Linked DNA regions of Oryctolagus cuniculus: region 1 is linked to region 2. A link is a contact called in public Hi-C data. All regions are on one chromosome and are shown on one strand. The core of a region is the stretch at or near the end of the contact, and the rest is flanking DNA. Distances in the headings are between cores, read along the strand shown.

The links. Hi-C and Micro-C count contacts between places; a contact is called where the count stands out from the background.
Region 1: a Hi-C map of an unstated tissue shows a contact between it and region 2, with 4 times the contacts expected there. The contact joins the enhancer-like site here to the promoter of CDKN2B in region 2. A contact is called at or near these places in 2 of 6 Hi-C or Micro-C datasets (embryonic fibroblasts and an unstated tissue).

What each region holds. Positions count from the first base shown.
Region 1 is chr1:185,283,490-185,290,000 of mOryCun1.1, reverse strand. It overlaps the pseudogene LOC100339615. Among named protein-coding and RNA genes, the nearest start is that of DMRTA1, 200 kb to the left of the region's middle. Within about 2 kb of position 3,375, at least 1 of the 8 cell types and tissues checked has an H3K27ac peak or open chromatin away from gene starts, as enhancers often do.
Region 2 is chr1:185,073,335-185,079,883 of mOryCun1.1, reverse strand. CDKN2B (cyclin dependent kinase inhibitor 2B) reads left to right here and starts at 1,260. Exons shown (of 2, transcript XM_002708053.5): 1 at 1,260-1,780; 2 at 4,131-5,749. The coding sequence starts at 1,625. The coding sequence ends at 4,391.

The sequences.
Region 1 (6,511 bases), core at 2,126-4,625, 210 kb before region 2:
CTGGCTGCACCACTTACAATCCAGCTCCCTGCTAATCGACTTGGGAAGGCAGTGGATGACGGCCCAAATTCTTGGGCCCCTGAATCCACCTGGGAAAATTGGGAGAAGCTCCTGGCTCCTGAGTTCTGCCTGGCCCAGCCCCGGCCATTGTGTTCATTTGGGGAGTGAGCCAGAAGAAGGAAGCTCTCACTGTCTCTGTCTCTCCTTCTCCTGTAAATGTGCTTTCAAACAAATAAAATAAATCTTAAAAAAAGAAAAGAAATGAGAGGTGCTAGGAAGGAGAAGTAAATGGATACAGAACAACAGAAGAGACAAATTTAGATTAGATTAGGGTCAGAAGAGAATTCCCTGATGAAGCAACATTTATCTCCATCCTATAAAATTCATAGGAGGGAGTCAGTCAGATGGAGCAGGAGAATGAGGGATCCAAAAGAAAAAATGCATGTGCTAATGTCGAAAGGCAGAAAGGATCGCAGTGGATTCAAAGATTATTTTAATAAGTGAATAGTAGATGGCCAGTGCCACGGCTCACTTGGCTAATCCTCCACCTGTGGCGCCGGCACCCTGGGTTCTAGTCCCAGTCAGGGCACCGGATTCTGTCCCGGTTTCTCCTCTTCCAATCCAGCTCTCTGCTGTGGCCCAGGATGGCAGTGGAGGGTGGTCCAAGTGCTTGGGCCCTGCCCCTGCATGGGAGACCAGGAGGAAGCACCTGGCTCCCGGCTTCAGATCGACGCAGCGCACCAGCTGTAGTGGCCATTTGGGAGGTAAACCAACGGAAAAGAAAGACCTTTCCCTCTGTCTCCCTCACTGTCTAACTCTGCCTGTCCAAAAAAAAAAAAAAAAAGTGAATGGTAGGAATATAATGAGTATGGCCAACAGTAGTCTAAAATAAAGCTGGAGAAGTGAACAGAGACTAGATTATGGGACTCCTAAAGGCCATATGCAAATGTTTGTACTTTATGTTAAGTGCACTGAGGACATTAGTAACCATCTGGTCACTACATTGAAGCCAAATTCAAAACGAACAAGGTATCAACAACTTCCTGACCATGAGCTAGTCATGTCACCTCTTCTTGAACCCACAACTCCCAGGAAATTTACTAAACAGTTTTGATACCAGATATCAAGTTCATTAACGGTATGCAAATGTAACGTGCATGATTTACCTTGATCTTTTGGAACAGGTTTGTGAGAGGAATCCAGGGCTCATCAGTGGAACTGAATGGCAAATGAGAGCCAAAGTTGTGATGCTTAAATGGGGATGGGTGGGACTGGCATTGGCAAAGTGCCAGTGAGCGCCTGAGCCCAGACACAATTGCAGCAAGGGCCAGGTTTAAGACATGGAGAGGAGTGAGGAAGTAGAGATGCTTTTAACAGTCATTTAGTATGTGCCAGACACTAGGTACTACGTCAGTTGTCTCAAGTTTTCATGTCACATTCACAACCACTTTATGAACTACAGTCACCTCCATTTTATGAAGAAAGGGAAGCCAGAGAGATTATTTCATTGATGACACAACTAGAAAGGAGCACTCCACTGCCAGGATTTGAGAAAAATCTACCCTCTTTCCACTAATCAAAATGCTACCTGGAGTTTGCTTTGTGCCACAGCTGGTTAAGCCACTGCTTGGGACGCCCTCATCCATATCAGCGTGCCTGCTTTCAGTCTCAGCTACTCCACTTCCCATACAACTTCCTGCTAACAAGTCTAGGAGGTAGCATATGATGGCTCAAGTGTGCAGGCCCCTGCCATCCATGTGGAAGACTTGGATGGAGTTACTGGCTCCTGTCTTCAGTCGGCCCAGCACTAACTGTTGCAGTCATCTGAGAAGTGAACCAGCAGGTGGAAGATCTTTCTGTGTTTCTCTCCTTCTTTTTGTCTTTCCATTTCTCTGTCACTCTGCTTTTCAAGTAAATAAATCTTTTTTAAAAGAAAAAATGCTAATTTTTTGGCCCAATAAAATTCAGGGCCAAATGGAATAAAGTAGTCAAAAATTCCCTTTCTCCTAGGTCTTTGTTTTACCTTTACACCCCCTCAAAAAGTCTGCACAAAACAGACTATCAACATCTGTTAGTTAGTAGACAAATTGACCAGATTGTAGCCCATCTGCAGTCATTAAAAAGAGATCTGTTTGTGTCAATAAACAATGAGCTTGTGAGACAATTAAGCCAGGGAATTTCATCTGACAACAGACAAAGGTGGAGGTGAGTTTTGACTGCGGAATCTGGCAAGGGCCTGTTCATCAACCAGGACCATAGCAGTTTTGCCTTCAGGGTTAAGGCAAGTCCTGGCTTCCACTGGGAAGGTGTTGAGAAAAATGTTATGAACTTTTAGTTTGCCTTTGAAGAACACAGCCCACAAACCACCACTAGGTGTCCTCAAAGGAAAAACAATCGAGGGAGGAAAAGTGCTTGAGCACTGTTAGGAGCTCAATGGACTGACTTGTCCAGGTTCTTTAACTGCTGGACTAGAAGGGATAGATTGGAATTTGGTTGTTAAACAGGAACATGTGGCCTCTAAGGGAAACAGAGTCCTGCAGAGGAGAAGGCATTTAGTAACAGCTCACTTTTATTCATAATGGGGATTTGTATCGTTCTGCTCCAAGAAGGCACACCAGGTAGACTTCGAACAGACAATGTCCTCATTAAACTTGCCAGTGCCATGGAGAGTGCTGGGGAGTAGAAAACACCTGTGCCGGCCTAGTAATGGCTCCAAGCTCCTTAAAAACTTCAAATTTATGGGTACTGTGCTCTGGCTGATTTTTGACATCGCCTTTTAAAAATTAAATTAGGTGAATTTCAGCAATTACTCTTCCCTGAAAGAGCTTCTGCAATATGTTTGGTTTCCTTCAGCTATGTCATTTGCAAATGGAGAGGCACAATTTCACCAACTGTGGCCCTGATTAGTCTTTCCAAAAGACTCGTTTTCCACCACTGGGCTCTGCAAGTTCAACCCCCCATTCCTCTTCACCCCTAAACTTCCCTCTAGCCCTCTCTTCCTCTCCAGTTCTTTTCCTGCCTCCACCTCTTCTGTCTCTCCTCTGCCATCTTCCCCTTCCTTTAACCATGTCATAGTCCTCCATTTTCACACAAGAGAAAAATCAATTTCCTTGTTATGGTCTCTCCTGTAGTCAACTGAAATAAGAAGTATTTACCCTGATTTTGAGAGTCAGGAAAAGGAACGAGGGCCAAGAACAAAGGAGGGGGAGGAGGGGAGGAAAAGATTCGAAAACAGGTGACATTCTCTGCACCTGTCCAAAACTTAAGAAGGAATATAGGGTTGTGAGGTGGAGGCGAGGCATGAAACCGTACAGCCCTGCTGCCCTTCATCTTCTGGGCCTCAAACACTGGACTCCCATATCATGTGTTAGGAATTTCTAATCTCACCACAGCCTGATGACTCACACCCACTGACTGGCTCTTTAGGCTTCTTCAAAACACCTGGGAAGATAAACCTCAACCAAGAAAGCAATCCCTCTGTCCAGGGTAGCCTTTCAAGGTAGGTAGGGGAATTTTCAGCATTCATTTCCATTTTGGCCCCCAGAGACCTACAGGTCTTAATCTTAATTTCAGACATAGTTGTGTCTGAAAGCCAGAGACGATTTCCAAATCAAGGGATAAACTGGCATGGACCGAGACTTGCTTTTGCCTGGGGAGGGAGACAGAAATGAGTCATAAATGACCTTATTTGGGGCTACAAAGAACTGAGGTTACTTGGGAGGACACTCTGTCTGCCAAAGCCGGTTCCCCGAGCTCCTCAAACCATCCCTCCTCTTTTTTTCATATGAAATATTCTTTTATTTATTTTTGTTGGGTTTTAACAGATTATTTTATTTTTTTAACTTTTATTTAATGAATATAGATTTCCAAAGTACAGCTTATGGATTACAATGGCTTCCCCCCCCATAACTTCCCTCCCACACGCAACCCTCCCCTTTCCCGCTCCCTCCCCCCTTCCATTCACATCAAGATTCATTTTCAATTCTCTTTATATACAGAAGATCAGTTTAGCATATATTAAGTAAAGATTTCAACAGTTTGCACCCACATAGAACACAAAGTGAAAAATACTGTTTGAGTACTAGTTATAGCATTAAATCACAAGGTACAGCACATTAAGGACAGAGATCCTATATGAGGAGTAAGTGCACAGTGACTCCTGTTGTTGACTTAACAAATTGACAATCTTGTTTATGGCAACAGTAATCACCCTAGGCTCTAATCATGAGTTGTCAAAGTGGAAGTTCTCTCCTCCCTTCAGAGAAAGGTACCTCCTTCTTTGATGACCTGTTCTTTCCACTGAGATCTCACTCATGGAGATCTTTCATTTAGGTGGTTTTTGTTTTGTTTTGTTTTGTTTTTCCGGAGTGTCTTGGCTTTCCATGCCTGAAATACTCTCATGGGCTTTTCAGCCAGATCCGCATGCCTTAAGGGCTGATTCTGAGACCAGAGTGCTGTTTAGGACATCTGCCATTCTATGAGTCTGCTGTGTATCTCGCTTCCCATGTTGGATCGTTCGCTCCCTTTTTTATTCTATCAGTTAGTATTTGCAGACACTAGTCTTGTTTATGTGATCCCTTTGGTTCTCAGTCCTATCATTATGACCAATTGTGAACAGAAATTGATCACTGGGACTAGTGAGATGGCATTGGTACATGCCACCTTGACCATCCCTCCTTTCATTCACCTCAGTGGTCCAGGTGGCCCTTCAGGGCCCTGTGTTCCTCATTTCTCCCCAGGCAATCTAAGATGATCCTTCTTACAAAGTGTGTAAGCCATGAAGGAAATAAAAAGTAGTTCCTGTGGTCCAATTCAAAATTAAATGTTAACTAAAGCCATAAGAACAATCATCTGTCCACACTTATTTTTGTATGAGAATGAGAAAAGAAAAATCAAGAAAGTGCAGGGGCCAGTGCTGTGGTGCAGCTGGCTAATCTGCTGCTTGCAACGCCACAGCTCCATGTCAGAATGCCAGTTGAGTCCATACTCCTCTGCTTCTGATTCTGCTTCCTGTGAATGCACCTGGGAAGGCAGAGGAAGGTGATCCAGATGTGTGGGCCCCACCACCTGCATAGAAGACTACTTGGACTTCCTGGCTTCAGCCTGTCTCAGCCTTGGCTGTTGTAGCCACTTCAGGAATGAATAAGAACATGAATGATCTCTCTCCCTCTCCCCCTCTTATGTTCTGCATTTTAAATAAATAAATAAATAAATGCCGTATTCTTTGAAAGCATATACTCTAGTCCTGAATTTAGAAACCCTTGATGTAGAAATAAATCATGCATACAAATAACTGTTCATACAGCTTTCAGCTTCCAAGATAATGGCCAGCATTAATTGAGTACATAGAATACTCCTGGCCCCACTTACGGGCTCTAACAGCATTGATTCATTTAATACTCTCAACAACCCTAAAAGGTATATATAGATATAATTATTATATCCAACAATAGACAGGAAAACTCATGTTTAGAGAGATTTAAAACTGTGTTTGAAGTGAATAGCAATTTCTTCTGACATAATTTGAGGTCCTAAGAATGCCGGGGAGATCTGAGAATTGGGGGGAAAACTTATTTTGAATTTAAAATAGATTAGACCTTTTATTAGTTTTTTGATATGCAGAAACTAAAATGCTCCGTTTTAATGCCCACATAATGGAAACATACTCTCTGACCAACCCCTGTCATATGTTCCCTTCTTTTGGCAGGTCATTCATATTTTGTCCAGTAGACTCCATTTCCCATGGAATAGTTTTCCCACAGCATCCATGGGCACATAAAAGGCCCAAGGTCTGAACCAGTGGTGATCTAGTCCACAGCCTGAGCTCCTATCTACTTTGACCGACTGATTTGCCACTTTTGGTGGCCATTATGTTGCTGCTGTAGAAACCAAATTTTAAGAATAGAAAATTGAAACATTTAGAAATCTAAGGGCCTTTATATAAATGGAGGGGAGAAACTATGAAATGCCATTGGAATGGAGCAAAATTGACTGCCAGGCTAAATCCCATTCAAAACTACCTTATGTGTAATACTAATTCCACTTTCCAAATGGTTCCTGGAATTATTTAATTCATTGTCACTCAAAGTGTGGTCCAAGGACCGCTATGTATCACAAATTGTTTATTAACATTCATCATTGAGATATATGGAGCATAGGGAGAAATCTTTGATATTACCACAATATCCAAGTGAATGATTTCATATATCCCAAATTATCTGTGTGTCATGGATTGGAAGTAAAAACAATCAGCCTTTTGTGATAGTTTTAAAAGCAAGGGGACAGGGATTTTACAAAGCAGTTAAGATTCCACTTAGAATGCCCATACCCCAGACTAAAATAAAGTGCCTGGATTCAACTCCCAGCTCTGCTCCTGATTCCATCTTCCTGCTGTTGTGCACCCAGGGAGGCACAGTGATAATTCAAATACTTGAGACCCTGCCACCCATGTGGTAGACCCAAACTGAATTCCCATCTCCACTTTGGTCTGGCCCAGCCCTGGCTGTTGCAG
Region 2 (6,549 bases), core at 11-2,510:
ATGGGCCACACTGTGTGTAAGGAAAGAGCTTTTTCTTTTCCTACATTGATTTGCCAGAGAGGGAATAGGATCTAAGGCATGCTACAAGAAACATGCTGAGAAGTCTGTCATTCTTGAATAAGCTAGCAAATGACTCGTAAGACTGCCTTTTTCAGCACTCTGAACCAAAACAATTTTCTAAATAAGAACCCTTCAGTGTTAGGAGAGGTCCACTCTCAAGTAATTCATCACCAAAGTTCTTAGGAAATAGACACATAATTTTTTGCTCCCGTCCTATTTCAAGTTGCAATTTTTTTTATCTTTAAAGCAGTAAATATGTTGATTCAAACTCACCCAGCAAGTAGGAAAGAGAAAATAGCACTTGGCCTTTAAATCTTCAGAGGCCAATTTAATGACAGGTTCAGCCTGTTTAATGACAGGATCAATACCACACCCCTGTTTTATTATGTTTCATTATTACTGCATAAATGTCCTTTATTACTCATGAAAAATAAAAATCAAATACTTGCCGAGCTGGGTTTAAATAGGTAAGAGTGCAAACAAAGATATACTGTACAAATATCAAACAGGGATCTCAGATTCTTTTTTTTCTTTTTTAAATTTTATTTAAGTTATACAAGTTTCATATATTTCTTATACACAGATTTAGGTCAGATTCTTAAAATACATACTGTGCCAGGTTGCCCCTCTCGATTTTGGACTAGGTTTTGGGGGAGTATTTTCTATTTTGCTTTCTTTTGCTTTTAGGATTGTGCTCATAATTCAAACATGGAAAGAATCTAAAAAGTAGGGTTCTCGGGATTTTTTTCACTGTCGTCCTGGTGGAAATAGGAAAACACACCAAAAGCAACGCTAAAATGCAAGATGTGAAACCCGTGAAGTTCAAGCACTGCTTGAGGATGAACTTAACCTGCACGGCAGGTGCAGGGCTGTCACGTTCAGGTACTCTAGTAGGGCTGGAGGTTTCTTCACGGCCTTCCTCGGCCACTCCATTGCACAAGGAGCGACTAACAGCAGCCCTCTGCTCCGCCTGCTGGGGATTTGGAGCGGAGCGCTGTGGGGCAACGTCTCCGAATCGCTCCGGGCAGCACGCAGATGGCGCTCCCGCAGGCTCCCGGCGTGGCGACTGGCGCATGCGTCGCAGAGCCTCACGGGGACGCGCCCCCGTCGGCTGTGACGTCATCGGCTGCGGGCGGGGCTGCTGCGGAGCCAGAGGGCCGGTCCCGCGGGCGCCGGCGGGACAGTGGGCGGAGCCTAAGGGGGTGGGGCGGGTGCAGCCCCGCCGCCCAGCTGGACACGGAATTCATTCCCGGCTGGCTCGCAGCTCTGCCGGAGTGAGGCCGGGCAGCGAGGACGCCGAGAAAGCGCCCGCTCGGCTGCGGCTGCGGCCGCGCGAAGGGTTTTTCCCAGGAGTGAGCTGAGCGCGGCCGCGGGTTCGTGGGCGCCAGAAAAAGCCTGGAGCTCGTCAAGGCCGTGCGGCCATTGCATCGGCTCCCAAGTCGCACGAGGACGGCGAGCGGGGACAGAAGCTGCGCTGAGCTCTCCCGGGGAGGGGAGAGCGCGCCGAGGCGGGGTGGCCAAAGAGGGAGGAGTGGCGGGCCGCCCCGAGTGTAGGGGCCGTGGAATGCGAGACGAGGACAAGGGCATGCTCGGTGGTGCAGGCAGCGATGCGGGCCTGGCCAGCGCCGCGGCGCGGGGCCAAGTGGAGAAGGTGCGGCAGCTCCTGGAAGCCGGCGCGGATCCCAACGGAGTCAACCGCTTCGGGAGGCGCCCGATCCAGGTAGCCGGGGCCCCGGGGCCGCGCCGGCAGGGGGCGCAAGAGCGCGGGGCGCGGCCGCCGCGGGTCCGAGCTGGGGCCGAGGTCGCGGCCGCAGCCTGGCCAGCTGCAGGGGGAGGCCAGTCGTTAGGCTGGTTTTTACGCAACAAAAAAATCCTCAAGAAAGGGGTGGACTAACCCACTGCTCCGCTTTGGTTTTCTTTTGAACGGCGGGGAAATAGCAATACCAGGGTACTGCTATTGGAAAACGGTTTTAAACGATGCTTATCTTGTTGCAAAAAGAAATCGAAATCTATGCATACGTGGGATTTTCAAAAAGTTCGTGGAAAATGCGTGTTGGGCAAAAACAATAGATTTCAAAAAAATTTTTTGCACCAAAATAAGCTTGTGTTTAAATTCTGTTTTCCAGTAACTTTTCGAATTACCACCATACTTGCTCTACCGTCTCGTGATTAAAGATGCAGAGAATGGAGAGAACAGGGGGAAGGAGAAGTTATTTGGGGAGGATGGATCTTTTTGTCTCCTTTCAGTGACAAAGATGTTATAAGTTACACAATCTATGTTGGATTTAAGAAATTTACAATATCATAATGCATGAGAAAAAATTAGTGAACTTTTAAGCCTCCATGTGGAATCCTTTATATTTTCTCTCATAGGAGTGAACTGAATTCAAAGAGACGAGATCATATTCCTCAACAACACTCCTTAATTCCTTTTATGTTAGTGTTTCTTGAGTGATTAAAATATGCTGCTCCATATTTTTATTGTTTTAACGACTATACTCAGCAATTCAATTACAAAACCAATTCTGCAGCAACTATTAGATTCTTTCTGATTGGTACAGGACATTCACAAGTAGTCTCTTCATCGTTAAAATGCACTTATCAGTGTTTTGGTATTAATGCTGCTATTATTAATTAGTACTGACATTTTTTACATTCCTTTAAAATCTAACAGCATGCTTTTGAACTTTACTGTGACCCTTATGGTCATAGTCACTATTCTCCTCACTGCCACTCTCCAGAACTAAGCTGATATTAAAGGATCTCATTAATAGTGTAGATTTTTAAAGAAAATACATGTTCATTCCATTTGACTTTTTAGAAAAGTAAAGTTAGGAAGATTTGAAAGAAGCAAAGATATTGTAAAGTGATTCTTAAAGACTTAAAATGATATTAATAGTTATAAAAGCAAGTTTTCTAATTTGTGTTTTTAATTTACCATTTACTGAGACACTAAGAACCACTCCCTCCCCTTCTCTCTATATAAAATACTTTGTACATCATTTGTAAGAATGATTTATGTTTATCATAGTTTCTGAGGAAAAAAATAAAAGTTTTTATATTCTTGAAACAAGACTAAAGGTGTACTGCCTTTCAATTGTATTAACATTTTGAAGCACATAAATTCACAAGAGCAAATAAGTTTTTTGGCAGTTATCAAAAATTGTTTATTGTTAACAAAAATATGAAAGCAAATGCTTACATAATGCACATATATATACAGATGAATGAATGCTATAGGCTTATTCCTCTGAAACATTTTTAGTTATGCATCATTTCTGATTTCACTGATAATGTACAAACTATACAGCAAAACATTTACTATCTAATGTAAAATCATGTAGGAGGTAAATATGTATGTTAATTTTACAGTTATATTTATATTACACTCTAAATTTTAGTCTGCCTCTATAACATTAACTTAAAAGGTGAAAAGCTGTGAACCATTAATTCAAGATAAGTCATTTGTTTTCGTCGTTTTATAGAGTATGCCTGACTTGTTTTACTTTGTCCTCTAATCTCCAAGTTTGTCTCGGATTATCAGATTACATTTGGTTTATGAGCAGACACATGTGACAGAAAAAACAGGAGCCTCTTACAAGAGAATTACGTTGTTTCTTATTTTCTCCCCTAAAACATTACTCCAACCTCCCCCCCACACACACACACAAAACAGGTGACTACCTAACAAATATTTTTAAACCTAGATTATGGTGCATGGGCAACAAGGAGAATAAAACTTTATAAGGCATTCAAGTTTAATTCTGCTCATAAATCACTTAACCAGCTAGATTCTCATGTTGCAGTAGAAATCGATCATTGATTTTGCCCTCAGTGTAGATATTATTATTTTGCCGCGTGCTCTCACGTCTGGAGAGTAAGATGGAATTTAATTTAATCTGAATAAGACTGGGAGGAGGTGGGTGACCTGCGTAGCATAAGAGGAGGAAGCCGACCCCTGGGGCTGGTCGCACCCTTGCTTTTGATCCAGGTGTAAGTGCGTGTCTCCTGGCAGCGGCCTAGCCGCCCCGCCGGCACCCTCGCCCTGACCGCTCTTCCCTCTCGCGCAGGTCATGATGATGGGCAGCGCCCGCGTGGCCGAGCTGCTGCTGCTCCACGGCGCCGAGCCCAACTGCGCCGACCCCGCCACCCTCAGCCGACCGGTGCACGACGCCGCCCGGGAGGGCTTCTTGGACACGCTGGTGGCGCTGCACCGGGCCGGGGCGCGGCTGGACGTGCGCGACGCCGGGGGCCGCCTGCCCGTGGACCTGGCTGAGGAGCGGGGCCACCGCGACGTCGCTCGGTACCTGCGCGCCGCCGCGGGGGACTGAGGGCGGCGGCGGGCGGCCGCCCACGACCAAGGGTTCTCCCTCGCCAGTCCCCCATCCCTTCCCGCTTTCAAAGAGGGCTGCAAACGTGGAGCGGCACTAAGCCCGCGAACTTTCCGGAGCGGCTCAAGCCCCAGGAGGAGGAGGAGATCAAACGCGTTTGTAAACTCTGGATCCGACCCTCGGCACTCACCTGGAAGCCAGACGCGGACAGCTGGCGCAGGTGGGCTTCCTGCCCGATTTAGGAGCTGGTGACGCTGCAGGGGTCGTCTGCTTTGCGGGACTCTCTGCCGGAAAGTGCACGTGACTTCCTGGAGCGACCCCAGGAGCCTGGAGTTCTCCACACAGCTGATCCTGGGGGCTGGAGGAAGGGGGCAGCATTTGGCGATTCGGAGGGGGCGGATGTCCCGCAGGCCCCCACTGACCTCGGTGGAGCTCCAGCTTCGGACGTCAGGGCCTGGAGGCTGCAGAACGCGGGCCACACAGGGGTCGAGGTTGGCTTCACGAAGTGCCCAGCCTACCTTGGGTGATGCGGTGCAAGGCGCGCCACCAGCAGAGCAAAATTCTCTCCAAGTCCAGATAAAGGACGGGAGCGACAGCAGACTAGCCCCCAAATTCTGAAACCCCTGGCTCGGCTCCCCACGACGCAGAGGAGCGAGTTTTTGAAAAGGTGCTGGCTCCTGCGCTTCGCCCGTGGAGGGCGGGACTCTCATGGCGTTCCGAGGCAGAGCACAGCAAACCGCGGGCCGACCGCAGTGAGCGTTAACTGCAGCGGGTGCTGTAACGACTTGCTGCTTCCGCGTTTCTCAGCCTACAGACTTCCCTGTGAATCGCCTCTTGGAAAGGTTCCGTGATGTTTTCCACTTTTGCATTGTTCTTCTGTAACTGCCTCATTTAATGCGGATACTTTAAAGAACATGTCGGCGGAGGTGAGGAAGAACTCCAACTCTAAAATGAAGTTATGGCAGCATGTCAAACTCCCGGTGCTACTGCTTAGATTGCTTTCATTCTTAACCTATTTATTTCCTTGTGAAAATGTTGATCGTTTCCTTTATTCCTTTATGAAGAGTGTCTCAGGGGGTCAAACTATGAACTATTCCAAAGGTCTTTGAGAGATAGATGTCCTTGTCCAGGAAATTATCTTGGAATATTTCCCAAAAGGTTGTTGAAAAAGTAGATGGTGTCTAAAACTGCTGAAATGTTCTGTTGGTAGCTCCTGGGGTTTCTTAATATCTGCTGAACAAACTAATGGTGCACTCCCTTGAGATTTCATTGCCATTGTTCCTTGGCTCGCTATAGCATTGGAACAATGGTTAATTCACTGTTTTAATAAAGAATAAACAACAGAGATTGAACTCAAAGATATGAGTGATTTGACTAAGAAATGTGTTTACATGGATTTGCCACTACTGAGAATGTACAAAGACCTGAGGAGCTCACTTCTCTCACCCTTTGTAATCATTATTGGTAAGTGATTCCAACAGTAATTTATAAAAACTGGCTACACATACCTCGGAAAGTTAAATGTAAGATTTATGCATGTCTTATGCTTCTAAATGTCCAGCATACTATATGTACATATAAAGAGAGAAAAGGAAACAACAAACTAATTTGAGAGTAGATTTATAAAAAGGATTACCTTTGAGCTGAATACAAAAATCTTTACTTCCCCATCAATTACTCATTACCCCAAACTGATATATTATTGGGACAAGTTAGTTGAACGAAGACCAGACTATGTCTTACTGGGGGAAAGATGTTTATTAACATATAATTTATACTAAGCATGCTTCAAAATACACTTCTCCATGTAACAGTTAAACCTGTGAGATAGGTATTGTTTCCCAGATGAGGACAAAAAGGCAGAGAAATACCCAACAACTTGCCAGAGGTAACAGAATACTCATTCCTGGATATGCAAAGTTAGACTCTCTGGTTCCCAAGATGTGGAGTTCATTTAGTAAACAGTAGAAGGTATTTGTGAGGTGTTCTGTTTTGTGGGCAAAAATCATTTTTCTGGAGGCTGGCAAGTCCAGAGGCTACATCTATTGGGGACCTCGCTGGAGGATCCTAACATGGGGGAAGGCATCAGAGGGCCAGGATGCAGAGAGACAATCTCCAGGCCTCAAGCCTTTTCACAGCTGGTGCCAGGTTCAAGAGG